Regions from separate parts of the Anser cygnoides genome. Here region 2 is linked to region 1. A link is a contact called in public Hi-C data. All regions are on one chromosome and are shown on one strand. Each heading gives the region's core, a stretch centred on a gene start, on an enhancer-like site or on the middle of the called end of the contact. The rest is flanking DNA. Distances are from core to core; before and after follow the strand shown.

Region 1 (6,324 bases), core at 710-3,209:
CATATTCAAACCAGTGATCCCACTTGACCTTGCAAGCTCTAAAAGCCTCACTGACAGGACACTTTCACCAAGAGCAGATTTGCAATACAAATGTGCTTGCTACTTCTGTTAGTTTTACTGTTCAAAGTGTAAAATCCTCCACCACTTCTGATTTATGTATTGCAGAATATCCTTAGCTCTCTTAGTGTTTAATGGTAAACTACATAAAATGCTGCCATCTTGTGTTTAAAGACAAACATGCTGAAATTTTTTTTTAATCTGTATATCAATAATATTGCCACTATTACAATTGATGGCTTGAGTGTTCCTGGGGAAAAGCGTGGTCCATTTGCTATTTAAATAGAATAGTTCAGTCAGAAGGGACCTACAAAATCATCTAGTCCAACTGCCTGACCACATCAGGGCTAACCAAGAGTTGGAGCATGTTATTAAAATCCCAATCCAAATGCTTCTTGCACAGACAGGCCTAGGGCATCGACCACCTCTCTAGGAAGCCTGTTCCAGTGTTTGACCACCCTCTTGGTAAGGACGCTTTCCCTAATGTCCTGTCTGACCCCCCTGGTGCAGCTTTGTGCCATTTCCGCATGCACCCTGTCCTCAGTGACCAGGGAGCAGAGACCGGCACCTGCCTCTGCGCTTCCCCTCCTTGGGACGTGGCGGAGAGCGGTGAGGTTGTCCCCCAGCCTCTTCTCCAGAGGAGACAACCCAAGCGTCCTCAGCCTCCCCTCACAGACATGCCCTGCAGCCCTTCTACCAGCTTTGCTGCCCTCCTCTGGATGCTTTCAGGGACAATACTCGAGATGAGGCCGCACCAATGCTAAACACAGCAGGAGAATCGCCTCTTTAGGCCGGCTGTGCCGTGCTTAACGCACCCCGCATGCAGTTTGCCCTCCTGGCTGCCAGGGCAGCTGCTGGCTCTTGCTGAGCCTGCTGCCACCAGCACCCCCAGGTCCCTTCCTGCTGATCTACTCTCCGGCCACTCATCTCCCAGGCTGTGCCTGTGCCTGATGTTGCTTCGTCCCGTGAAGCACCCAGCATTCGTCTTTGGGGAACATCAAGGTGTTGATGGCTGTCCAATGTGCCAACATATCTAGATCCTTTGCAAGGCCTCTCCTTCCTCCAGAGTCATAAGTAACTGTTAATACTTTGAATAAGTGCTACTGATTTTTCATTTCTCTACATAGATAATTTTAATGTCATGGTCATCTAAGTACTACACTGGAAATGTTTTATTGCAGTCTATCGGTATCACACTTCATCTGAACTTTTCTGTTAACCTGGGCTCTGTAAATTGGTGTGACTGAGACAAGTGAGGTGACCTTGGTGATTCAAGCTTGTTTGCTTGCTGTGCAATGAGAGCCAGCTAAACGTGGACAGTAACAACGGCCCCACCAGGCCTGACCCAGCTGCAGCTTGCCCTGTGCCCTGTCTCTTCAGGGCACAAGCAGGGCGCTGGAGCCGCACGGGGAAGTTTAGCAGGGCCCTGCACCAGGATGCCTGCCATATGGCGACACCTGAGCAAGAGGTGCAGGCAAGAGGTGCCCCTTCTGCATTGTCTGTGGAGATGGGACGTGTCTCACCCCTCTTTTCCACATAAACTGCTCAGTTTTGCGCTGGGTGGTCGTGCCTGGGCACAGGGACGCTATGGTGGCAGGGAATCCCTATGCCTTTCCCAGCCACCCCTCATATGTCACCATAACCCCCAGGGCAGTCCATTCTGCAGGCACACAGCTCAGAGCCCAGGAGTTCATAAACGAATCCGAGACTCCTCCTGCCGCCTGCTTCACCTCACGTTTATCTCAGCTTTATTCCGTCACTTTATTGCCCACTTTCTCTGCCGCCTCCCCCAGGCTCTGCCTCCCCGAACGAGCCCCACTAGGCGGCCACCCGCTGAGCCAGCGCTCAGCAGCCCCCTCTCGGCACCTCCCCCGGTGACCTCCGTCCTCCGGCTCCCCGCCCCGCCGGCCCCTCCTCGCCGCCGCCCGCCTCAGCGGCAGCCACTCGGGGCCGGCCTGGCGCGCACACCCCCGCCCCGCCGGCCTCCGCGTTCGCCAACATGGCGCTGGTGCGGGGCCGCCGCTGCCTCTGGGCGCTGCAGCGTCAGTGAGTGCGGGCCGGGGCGGGCGGCGCGCGGCTTCTTCAGGCGGCGGCGCTCCCTCCGCCGCGGTTTCCCCATGCCCGGCTCCTCTCCTCCTTCTCCTCCATCTCCTTCTCCTCCCGGCCGTTAACGGCTGCCGGCGGGGCGGGCGGCGGTTGGGGCTGGCGGAGGCGTCGCGGAGCCCAGGGTGCAGGCGGGCTGCCTGAGGGAGGAGGCGGGGAGGGGGCTGTGCGCCTTGGGAGCTGAGGCGCTGCTCGGCGCCGGCTTCTGCTGTGGAAAAAAGGCCCACCCAAACAAACAGACCCAAACCCAACAACCTCAAATTCAGCTTTAGCAACTGGTGTGGATTCCATCAAACTGTCCTGGGCACTCGGGGTTTGATACCTGTCACTGACTCCCCACCATAGCCACCCCGTGCTGCCTGTAAGGGCAGAAGGAGCTGGTGACAATGACAGCTGTCTGTTAAAAGTTCAGGAAGCGATGTCCCATCTCGCTGTTGATCGTGTGGCGTCAAGGACGTCTTGCATCTTTTTGTCCAGTATCATTTAAGAATTACTGGACTTGATCCAAGATTCCAAAGTTGACCTATGTGTTAATTAAAACTTCTTCAAGAGTTTGCTTCAGCATTTTCTTGCAGCCACTTAGTCTTCAATACCTGGTTTCTTTAGAGCTTTCAGTCATATTTGAGATTTAACTTTCCATTTCTGAAATGAAATTCACAGAAAGAAGAGTTCTGTTCTCAGTTTTCAAACTCTTCTTTCTTGACATCTTTCACATTCAGCTCTTGTGCCTTCTGTCTGTATAAACAACTATTGCCTGTGCAAGATACTCTATTTTGTGGTTGTGTCTTCTTTCCCAAATACTTCATGTTGCCAACTCTGTATTAAGTGCCATGCTCTGTTTTGTCCACCAAAGGACTTAGAGTAACCCACAGTAACTCTTCAACTTTGAATGCTGCTCAGAAAGCGAGGGGACAGTTCGTTGTTCCTGTTGTGTCTAAAGGGAATCAGAGATCTGATGAAGTTTGTCCACCTTTCCTTAGCATGTTGTACTTCGGTATGTTCTGTGTAAATAGTTGTATCAGAAGCTTCAGAGTTGGGTTGGTGCTTTCTTTGCACCTGAAACTAGAAGTAGCTCGGTTGCAACTTCTTTATGCACTTCCGTAACTATTCTGCTTGTTTCTGATTGTACAGGCAATGGAACCCAGCACAAAGATTTGTGAGATGCGTCTCCTCGGCAGTGGGTATGTAACATGCTTTCTTTGGCTGCAAGGTTCAATTGCTTGTGTAACGTGTATAGTTTTACAATTAGTTTTAGACCATTAGTTCCTGAAAAGATGTAGGTTCTTTTTTTTTATAAGTATGCTATATTTGTATAGTTACCAAAAACAGTAGTCTGTACCTGTTATACCAGAAATCACCTTTAATATTTTTAAACAACATTTTGAATAATTTATCTGTTGTAGTCATACTCAACTTACACAAATATTACATTTTCTGTGACGTTTTCCTCTGAGACCTTTTGTGATACAAAGTTTGCAAAGTCAGTGTGAGAATTGTTTTTTAGGCATATTAGTATTTAAGCAACATAAGAAAGAAAATAGTAAAATTTAGCAAGGTGATTTAAATGAACCCTGTTGTCGTGAATAAACGCTAAATGGTGAAAAAGAAATCAGAATTCTAAAATCGCTTTATTTCCAGCATTGGTTTTAATTATATATTTATTTTTAAACTTGCTTACTGTGCTTCATCCCTTTAAATAGGAGTTCACAACATAGGGAAGATTCTTATTGCAAACCGAGGAGAAATTGCATGCAGAGTGATGCGAACAGCAAAGAAAATGGGTGTGAAGTCTGTAGCAGTTTACAGTGAAGCAGACAAGAATTCCATGCATGTAGCAATGGTGAAGTATATTCATTATGTTTGTGATTGATTCTGCAAACACTTTCTTATGGGACTAACATTCATTCAAAATGGTAGTTCTCCAGGTTTCTCCCAGTTGAGTCTCTCTGGGAAGAGAGGCAATGATTTAAACTGTTGCATACTAGCAGTCTGATAAACAATAAAATGAGCTGAGAAATTCGAAGTTAAAATTGCTTTTTATTGTCTAATAAACAATCCGCGTAATACCTATTTTTGATGTAACAGGCAGATGAAGCATATTGCATTGGTCCTGCACCCTCACAGCAGAGTTACTTGTCCATGGAGAAAATCATAAAGGTGGCCAAGGCCTCCGCGGTACAGGTACGTTGATCATGACCTTAAATCTTTGGATACCTGCCTGCTCTTCAGTTTTTCATGTTTATTCATGATATTTGCATCTTGTGCTTCCTTAGCAGTATACTGAAGTTTCAGGGTATTCTAAGCTAAACTAATATAAAAATAGGCTGGTAACATTATTCTATTTTAGGCTATTCATCCAGGTTATGGTTTCCTCTCAGAAAACACAGAGTTTGCAGAGTTGTGCAAGCAAGAGGGAATCATCTTCATAGGTCCGCCTTCATCTGCTATCAGAGATATGGGTATTAAGAGGTATCTATTTCTAATTTGTTACTTGGTTATGCAATTTACAGTTTGGCGAGGCTAATTTTGTTACTAAAGGACCAGTTGCTACATATTTTTTTATTCCATCAGTTTTCATTGTCTTATTTTTATTGCTTTCTTCAAAGGAATAAGCTCCAAATTTGCAACTGTAGAATTCATGTAGACATAAGAATTGTTCAGTTATTGAGATCTTAATAATTAAATACTTAACTGATTCTAGTTTTCCAGAACAGGGTCCTTGCAGTGTTATATAGGTGAGGGTTCAGGAGTCAGGTTGTGTCTCTTGCATATTGATCCTGAATGAATCAAAATGGTGAAAAAAAAAGAAAACTCCCTATCATCAGAGGTTATTGTGGCTGATGTAAAATGGGGTGACAAGTTTTATTCATCACAGAGGATCTTATTCATAGTTACTTACCCTGGAAACATTTCTTTGGTCTATAAAGTATAAAACTAGGATATGGAAATAAGGTTATTACTAACACACAAACTGTGCAATATTAATTTCAGCAAATTAATTTTTTATCACTTGCTAATATGAGGGTAAATTACCTCTGTGATTTATCTAGTTTTGCATGCCTGTTTGAAGTAATTGGTGTTATGCTCAAGTGTTTTATGTGGTGTGAATCCAGCCTGTATCATGAAAAGAGTTTTGTCTTTGTAGAACCTTAAATATAGTTTTGGTAAGGTGTAGTGTGGTAATACAAAAATGGTAGGTTTTGACCTCCATAACATGGGTCAAAAGATAAGAGAGAACAATAAGCCTGAATTGACCACCACTTTTATCTGGAGAGATTGGAGAAAAAAGTCCCTGTTTGAAGCATTTGATTAATTACAGTAAAATGCTGCATAATCCACTTCTGTAACCCTCACTGGTATGAGTGGAACTACTGTAAGGAGAATTAACATGGGTAACATATATAGGTTTGGAGCTTAAAAGTAAGAGAAAAATATTATTTTCATTCTAAACATAAAACTATTCTGTCAAAGCACTTCCAAAGCTATAATGTCTGCTGCTGGCGTTCCTGTTGTTGAAGGTTATCATGGAGAAGATCAATCAGATGAATGTCTAAAAGACCATGCCAAGAGAATAGGATATCCAGTAATGATTAAAGCTGTTCGCGGAGGTGGAGGAAAGGTAAAGGACATAATGCAGATCTGTTTGTCACGGCGTAAAGTTGTCATGCCTCAGTTTCTAGTTTATTCTAAAAGAAATGTTTGAAAACAAACTGGAAAACTATGTTTGGTTAAAATTTATTAATAATGTCCAGTACAGCACAATGAAATCTTACGTCATTCATTGTGCAGCCAGGCAGAAAATAAGTAGCTGGAGTAAATTGGGAGAGTTTTGTTTTATTTCAGTGGATTTCCAGTAATTCGCATAAGCAGAAAAATTGTCATTCAGGCTTATCTGTGTGAAAGTAGGTGACATGAAATTGTTACCTAGTGATAGCCTCTGTCTTTTTTTATTAACAGTTTTAAATGTTGAATAAAAATGATTAGAAATATACTTAACTATTTGGTGTCTAGACACTTTTTAATGTATTGTGAATTCCCTGTCGAAATCTGATTTTACTCTGGAATATTTATCTGCAAAAATTGAATGACAGAGAATTCTTGTTATTTCCATAATAGCTATAATTATTTTATAATAAAATCAGGTTTTCTTTGCCAGTCTTGGAA
Region 2 (6,084 bases), core at 1,270-3,769, 780 kb after region 1:
GCAGCATGCCCCAGTGTCTATATGGCCACCAGCATGTCCATAAAGCTCTAGCTGTATGCTATATAGCTGTAGTAGTTTGAAGGACCAAGGCTTAAAAAACACCAAGCTACCTGTTGTCTAACAAATCATCTTAATATTTATGTACAGAGCCTGCACAAAATCAAGTTGCAGCATTTGGCAAGACTTAAGACACCATTTGCCAACAGGGGCATCTAGACGAGTAGTTTCTGGAGAGTACAACCTATATATAAGTAAAAATTCATAAATCTTCCAGTTTCAGAAATAATGTATCACAGTTCTGATCCTTCAAGGACTTGTTATCATAGCTACTCATACACACAAGCACTTACTGATTTTGTGTTTAAATGTGAACTAACAGCATTTAAACATCCAGTCCCTTACTGTACTTCACTCTGGTTTTCTGAGCAGCCAAGGAGGAAAATGAAACAGATCTGGACTAGCCTCAGAGCAGCTATTTGCAGACTTCTGCACCGAAAACTTCTTAACTCTGATGCACATTTGGAAAGCTGAGTGGCAGCAGTTTGGTACCTTGGCCAGGACAGGCCTACAACAGCTGCCACCCGCGCCAAAGCAGTCTGGAGACAGGCAGTGCCAAGGAAGGGCAAGCAGCGGTTCTTCCTTTGGCTTGCCAGAGGGAGAGGTGTATTTAATATATCCCGTACCACCTAGAGGCACGTGGCTGCTACGAAAGTCCTTAGAAGAGACCACATTCAGAACGTGGCGGGAGGCATCCCCAGATATCATCTTCCTTAGCAAATGTGGCGTTTTGTATCGCTGGCTTTAAGTCTTCATCCCATACAACGTGCCCACGTGCCATCAGCTGGAACACCTCTAGCACACGCTTCGGCTCTGACAGGGAACTCAGAACAGTGTGATGTTCTCAGATGAAGTTTGGATCCTCTCAGGGAGTAAAAATATAATAGAAAGACCCAGTAGGTATAAACCTGCAACACCCCATCTGTGACCAGTCTCCAGTCCTTCCCGACACGAGCTGGGGAAAGTGAGGAAAGAAAGACAACAGCAGTCCCATTTGGGACAGCTTTCTCTCAAAAGCCACAAGGATCTGGGCCCCACAAAAGGTTCTGTCACAACGTGGAAACCAAACCTCATGTAATAAATTACAGGAAAGGATTCCCATTCTCTTATTTGTTTTAGATGATAGGAAAAATGAAATCACTGGTAATGCCTCAGAAAAGCCACTAGCTTGCACTGCTCTACACCCTTTTTGGATAGAGAACGGACAAAAAGAGGAAACCATTTTAAAACCTAATTCTCTTCCCTTTATGAAGAAACTATAGTTGGCTACCAAGCCTGTAGTTTCCTACAGCTTTTTTTTTTTTTTTCTTTTCATAAAACAAACACCCAGCTGTTTTTTCAGTTGCTAGCTCCCTGTCCCATATTTGAAAAGTTTTCACAGGCTGGCAGGGGCCTTGCGCTCTACAACAAGGGGACTTGATCACTTTATCAAAGTTTCCTTTTACTTCCATCTCACGAAAGTCTTAGAGATGCTTTGTGGAAGCACCTTATACAGCCAAAACCTTTTTTCTATCATTCTTAAAAGTGAGCAGATTATTTTAACATAGTGTTGCCTGGATAACAGGGAAGGAAGGAAATAGGAGACCACCCCCAAACAAACATCTCAGAAGACAGTGCGTCAGGCACTTGAAATTTTAGTGAAAAAAAAACAATTCACACTCAAACTGAAATTATAATGTATTCAAAGTGAGCTCAGCACTCATAAGAGCTAAAATAGGAGAAGAAAAAATATTTTCCACTGCAAGAACCAGCAAAATTACAAGCGTCTTAACCAGTGACCAGCTCTTAGACTACACTGCACATTCATTTTCCAGGTGCCCGTGAAGACACCAACACATCCAGAGGAACTAAGGTAAGACGAAAGCTTTTAATTCCTGCAAACTAAACACGAATCAGACAGCTGTAATTAGAGCTGCGACCTGTTTGAAAAAGCAACTCAGTGCTGAAGGCTGGCATGTTCCTGCAGGCCAAGTTATTGCATTTCCAAAACCATGACTTCTGACTGGAACTACAGACGGACACTCTGCTACATGCAGCACTATGCTGTTAATACAGTGTCACCACTATATTATTAATAATATTCAAATACAAGTACCAGACCTGCAGTTCACCCTCACTTTGTAGTGATCTTAAACAATCAGCTATGCGAGCTTGTCCGTCTGGAGCCAGGGCCTGCATTAATTTCCCCGGTTGCCCCCATAGCCAGTCCTTCCCGTGCCAGCCCGGCAGGGCAGGCGCCATTTGAGTGGAATTTTCACGAATTTGGCGTTAATGCTCGGGGAACGAGAAGGAGCGGGCCGGAGCTCAAGAGGGACGGACAGAAGACAAGGAAAATGGGACGGGGCACACGCCCTGTCACAGGGACGGGAGATAAACCACGTTTTTTTTTGTAAAAAACGAGTCTGGCACACGTTAGCTCGAGCACGTCATCGCCCGTTTATATAAAGCACAGCCGCCTGTCACAGCCCCGGGGCAGCCCCTCTACCCGGCTCGGCCGCAGGACCGCCATCTCGGGCCGCCCTCGCCCCGCGGCCACCTCAGCGCCCGGCCCGGCCCGGCCCCACCGGGGCGGTCACCGCCGCCGCCCCGCCCCGCTTTACGACAGCCGGTGGCGGCTGTGCGGCGGGGCCCGGGGCCGAGCGACGAGTCTCGGCCCTCCGCCAGCTCGGCCCGGCCGTCCGCAGTGCGAGGGGCTTGGGGCCGGGCGGCAGCCGCGGCCATGGTGAGTGCGGTGGGGGCCGGGCCCGGTCGGCCGCGCTGCGGGAGCCGCCGGGGCTCCGGCCCTTCCCGAGGCCCAGGAGGGCGGCACGGCCTGCAGGGAGCCCGCTGCCCTCGGCACGGCCCTGGAGGCCGGGTACGAGGGGCTGCGGCGCTGAAAACCACCCCCCGGATCCCACTCGGCCCCGCAGCCCCGCCGCAGCCCTGCCCGGCGCTAATGGGTTAATGGTGCCCGCTTCCAGAGACAGCCTTTTTGTGTGTGTGTGTGTGTGTGTGTGTGTGTTGTCTTGTTTCTCTTTCTTGGTAAACAAAGACTTTGTTTCCTGTGCAGGCCGGTACCATGGTGGCGGTTGGCCTGACCATAGCAGCAGCTGGATTTGCAGGTTTGTAGATGTGTCTAACGCCTGCTTCTGCACCGATGCATTTTAATACCTGATAGTGGACACTGCTGAGAGCCTATAATGAGAAACGTGGCAGTAGTTAAACAATAAATAAAAATTTCTCATTTTTTTATGTCTAAAAAAAATTCCTTATTCCATATTCTAATCCATAAATTACTAGTCAAACTGAATTGCCAGGTCTTTATGAAACCTCATACTTAGTCTTGTTCAACGCTAATTTCTTTCAGGTCGTTATGCACTCAAAGCTATGAAGCAAATGGAGCCCCAAGTAAAACAAGCACTTCAGAATCTACCGAAACCCGTAAGTTTTTATCAATGGCATCTTTTTATTAAAAAGTGTACTCAGTGAAGTAGCTGCAGACTGTTGTCTGTGTAGTATTGCATCTTCTAAAATTAAACATAATTTTGTCACTATTAACAGTCTGTGATTCTGATGGTAGTAGACTAATAGAGAAGTTGTTCTGGCAGGTTTAAGTATTAATTTAAGTTACAGTGCTCTGCTTCAACTGAGTTCCTTATTGCAAGTGCAAAAGAAGCTTCACAATCATGAAGCAATCATGAGTTGTTTTAACTGATGTAGTTAAACTTACATAATCATTGTATTCTAAATGAACACACTTTCCCTTCCAGGACTTCCGTGGTTATTATAGAGGTGGATTTGAACCCAAAATGACTAAACGAGAAGCAGCTTTAATACTTGGAGTGAGGTAAAAGAAAATTTATTATAAATGAAAGGTAAAAAGGAGGATACTCAGTACTCAAGACTGTCCTATGCCAGTTCCCCTGGAAATGTCACTGCCAAGCCAGGAAATACAGAGTGTCTTCTCAGGATTTTCTGTACTGACTTGGGGTTCTCTGCTGCATGGTAGTGTGCTCCAAGCTAACTCTAATTAGACTTGCATACATCTGTAAATCCCAAGCACATTCAAAAGCCGGTCCTAGTAAACATGCCATTTTCATGAAGACCTGGGGCTGATTCTGTGTGGGGAACAGGGTTGTGCTGCTCGCTTGTGGTTGCTGTCACTTCCGTTGAATTTCAGATCCTGTGTGAAAGTGCTGCACACCTACTTCCTGCATGCAAATTCATCACTTATTCTAGAATATCTGAGAGAGGATTAGCTTTCCCTGCCAAAACTTAGAGTCTAAGACCAAATACGCAAGTTTATCTAGTAAGAGAGAGAGTAAGAACCATTTCTCTTTGAAGGCAACTTTCAACAGGGAAGTTTGTACACAAATAATTAAAAACAATCGATTAAGTTTTTCTTTTTTTCAGGAGCCCTCTATGAAATTTGACCCTATAAAAATGTTACAATCTAGTTTTGTTCCTTTTTGATTGAATATTCAGTTTGAATTCACACAGGCATTTGAGAGAGCCCTGTCTGGGACATACACTGTAGGATCTTGAGGTGGTTAGCTACTTCTGCAAGATAGTGTAATTCTACTAGATTTCAGTGGGAGCTAAATACCAAAAACACTTTTAAGTACTGCTGTGTCAGGATAAATCCTGTTAACTTGGTTGTTACCAAAATATTCTTGAAAATTTGCCTATTTTTATTTTTTCCCCTCATCTCCAGATTGTGTGGATGTTCCAAAGCATGTTAGACTGCTATACCATGTCCTTACAGCATGTCTTCTTGAGCATGCAATATATTGGAAAAACCCTAAAAAACCCTACCCAGGACTTAAACGTTATACATAATAATAGGAAAAGAAAAACATACATGTAAATCAAAGAATTTTGGGGCAAGGCAAAGTATTTGTTCTAAGACATCTTTTTAATCTGGAGGATTTTATGAGGTTCCCTCAAATTAGTTTTTCTTTGTCTTTTAAACTAGCCCTACAGCCAACAGAAGTAAAATTAGAGAAGCTCATAGACGCATCATGCTTCTGAATCATCCAGATAAAGGTAAGTAAAAATAATTCACATTGATCGACTAATACATATTTTTACCCATGAAGTGAACTGTGTGGGAAGTGGTATTTGAATATGTTGGCTACTAAAAGAAAAAAAAAAGTGAAAACAGATTTTAGAGTGCCTAAATTCATACAGTTTTGGAACATATTCTGGTGTTTGAATGGTTTAAAGCAAGCAGACAGATTCAGCAGGTCAACTGATGCTTGCACTTTTCTGTTTATATCCGGTTAAAATAAGACTTGTTAAACTGAGACTTAAAATCACCTTAATTTTAGGTGAAAGACCAGAGTATTTCTGTGTACTTTATATTTACCATGTGAGTTTGAGTTGAGATGAATTCATTGGAAATTGGTCCTATATGGCAAGCGAAGAATTGAGCCTTCTGCTTCTGTTGAAGACTAAACTACAAAACACTGCTGCCGGTGGCATTCCGAAGGCTCAGAATCTAGTAACACTTAAAGTTAGTAATTCAAGGCACCTCTGCCTATTCTGAATTCTGTATTCTTCAGTGAGTTAGAATTGTTTGTTAATGCTTGGCATTTAACTTTTTAATCCTCACTTAAAAGGTGAAGTGGCCTCCTTGAAAGTGACTTCATTACTTGTTGTATGCACCAAAACCCAAAATACTTGTTTCATCCAGTGTGACATGAGGTTATCTTTCTTCTAGGTGGTTCACCATATGTAGCAGCCAAAATCAATGAAGCTAAAGATTTACTGGAAGACCAAGCTAAAAAATGAATTGGAGATTGAAGTCATAGGGCTTGTTTGTTCAAGTGATTTTTGTTTTTTTTATAAACAGCTCAAGGCAAGTTTTAATGTCAGCCTTTGACTTGACAAAAATGAGGCTTGAAAAATGAATGTGGGGAGGTATTTCCCTCCCTGATCAATTCTTAGTCGCTTTTTGGGAAATGTCTGAGGGAGTGAGGCTTAAAGGTTTTCCAAAGCTGTTCATTAGTATGTGGTAGAAGCTGCCACTGATTTGGTTTGGCCAAA

Evidence for each region. A called contact is a pair of places that touch in the nucleus more often than the background predicts.
Region 2: a contact with region 1 is called in a Hi-C map of blood, with 14 times the contacts expected there. The contact joins the promoter of LOC106032159 here to the promoter of MCCC1 in region 1. A contact is called at or near these places in 2 of 7 Hi-C or Micro-C datasets (blood and granulosa cells).

What each region holds. Positions count from the first base shown.
Region 1 is chr9:18,247,267-18,253,590 of Taihu_goose_T2T_genome, forward strand. MCCC1 (methylcrotonyl-CoA carboxylase subunit 1) reads left to right here and starts at 1,960. Exons shown (of 19, transcript XM_048059633.2): 1 at 1,960-2,103; 2 at 3,292-3,341; 3 at 3,861-4,000; 4 at 4,246-4,341; 5 at 4,508-4,629; 6 at 5,632-5,779. The coding sequence starts at 2,057.
Region 2 is chr9:19,025,156-19,031,239 of Taihu_goose_T2T_genome, forward strand. It overlaps LOC106032159 (SRY-box transcription factor 2), which reads right to left and starts at 2,520. Exons shown (of 6, transcript XR_007161729.2): 1 at 1-2,520. DNAJC19 (DnaJ heat shock protein family (Hsp40) member C19) reads left to right here and starts at 2,639. Exons shown (of 6, transcript XM_048059637.2): 1 at 2,639-2,779; 2 at 3,107-3,158; 3 at 3,404-3,477; 4 at 3,807-3,883; 5 at 5,012-5,082; 6 at 5,759-6,084. The coding sequence starts at 2,777. The coding sequence ends at 5,829.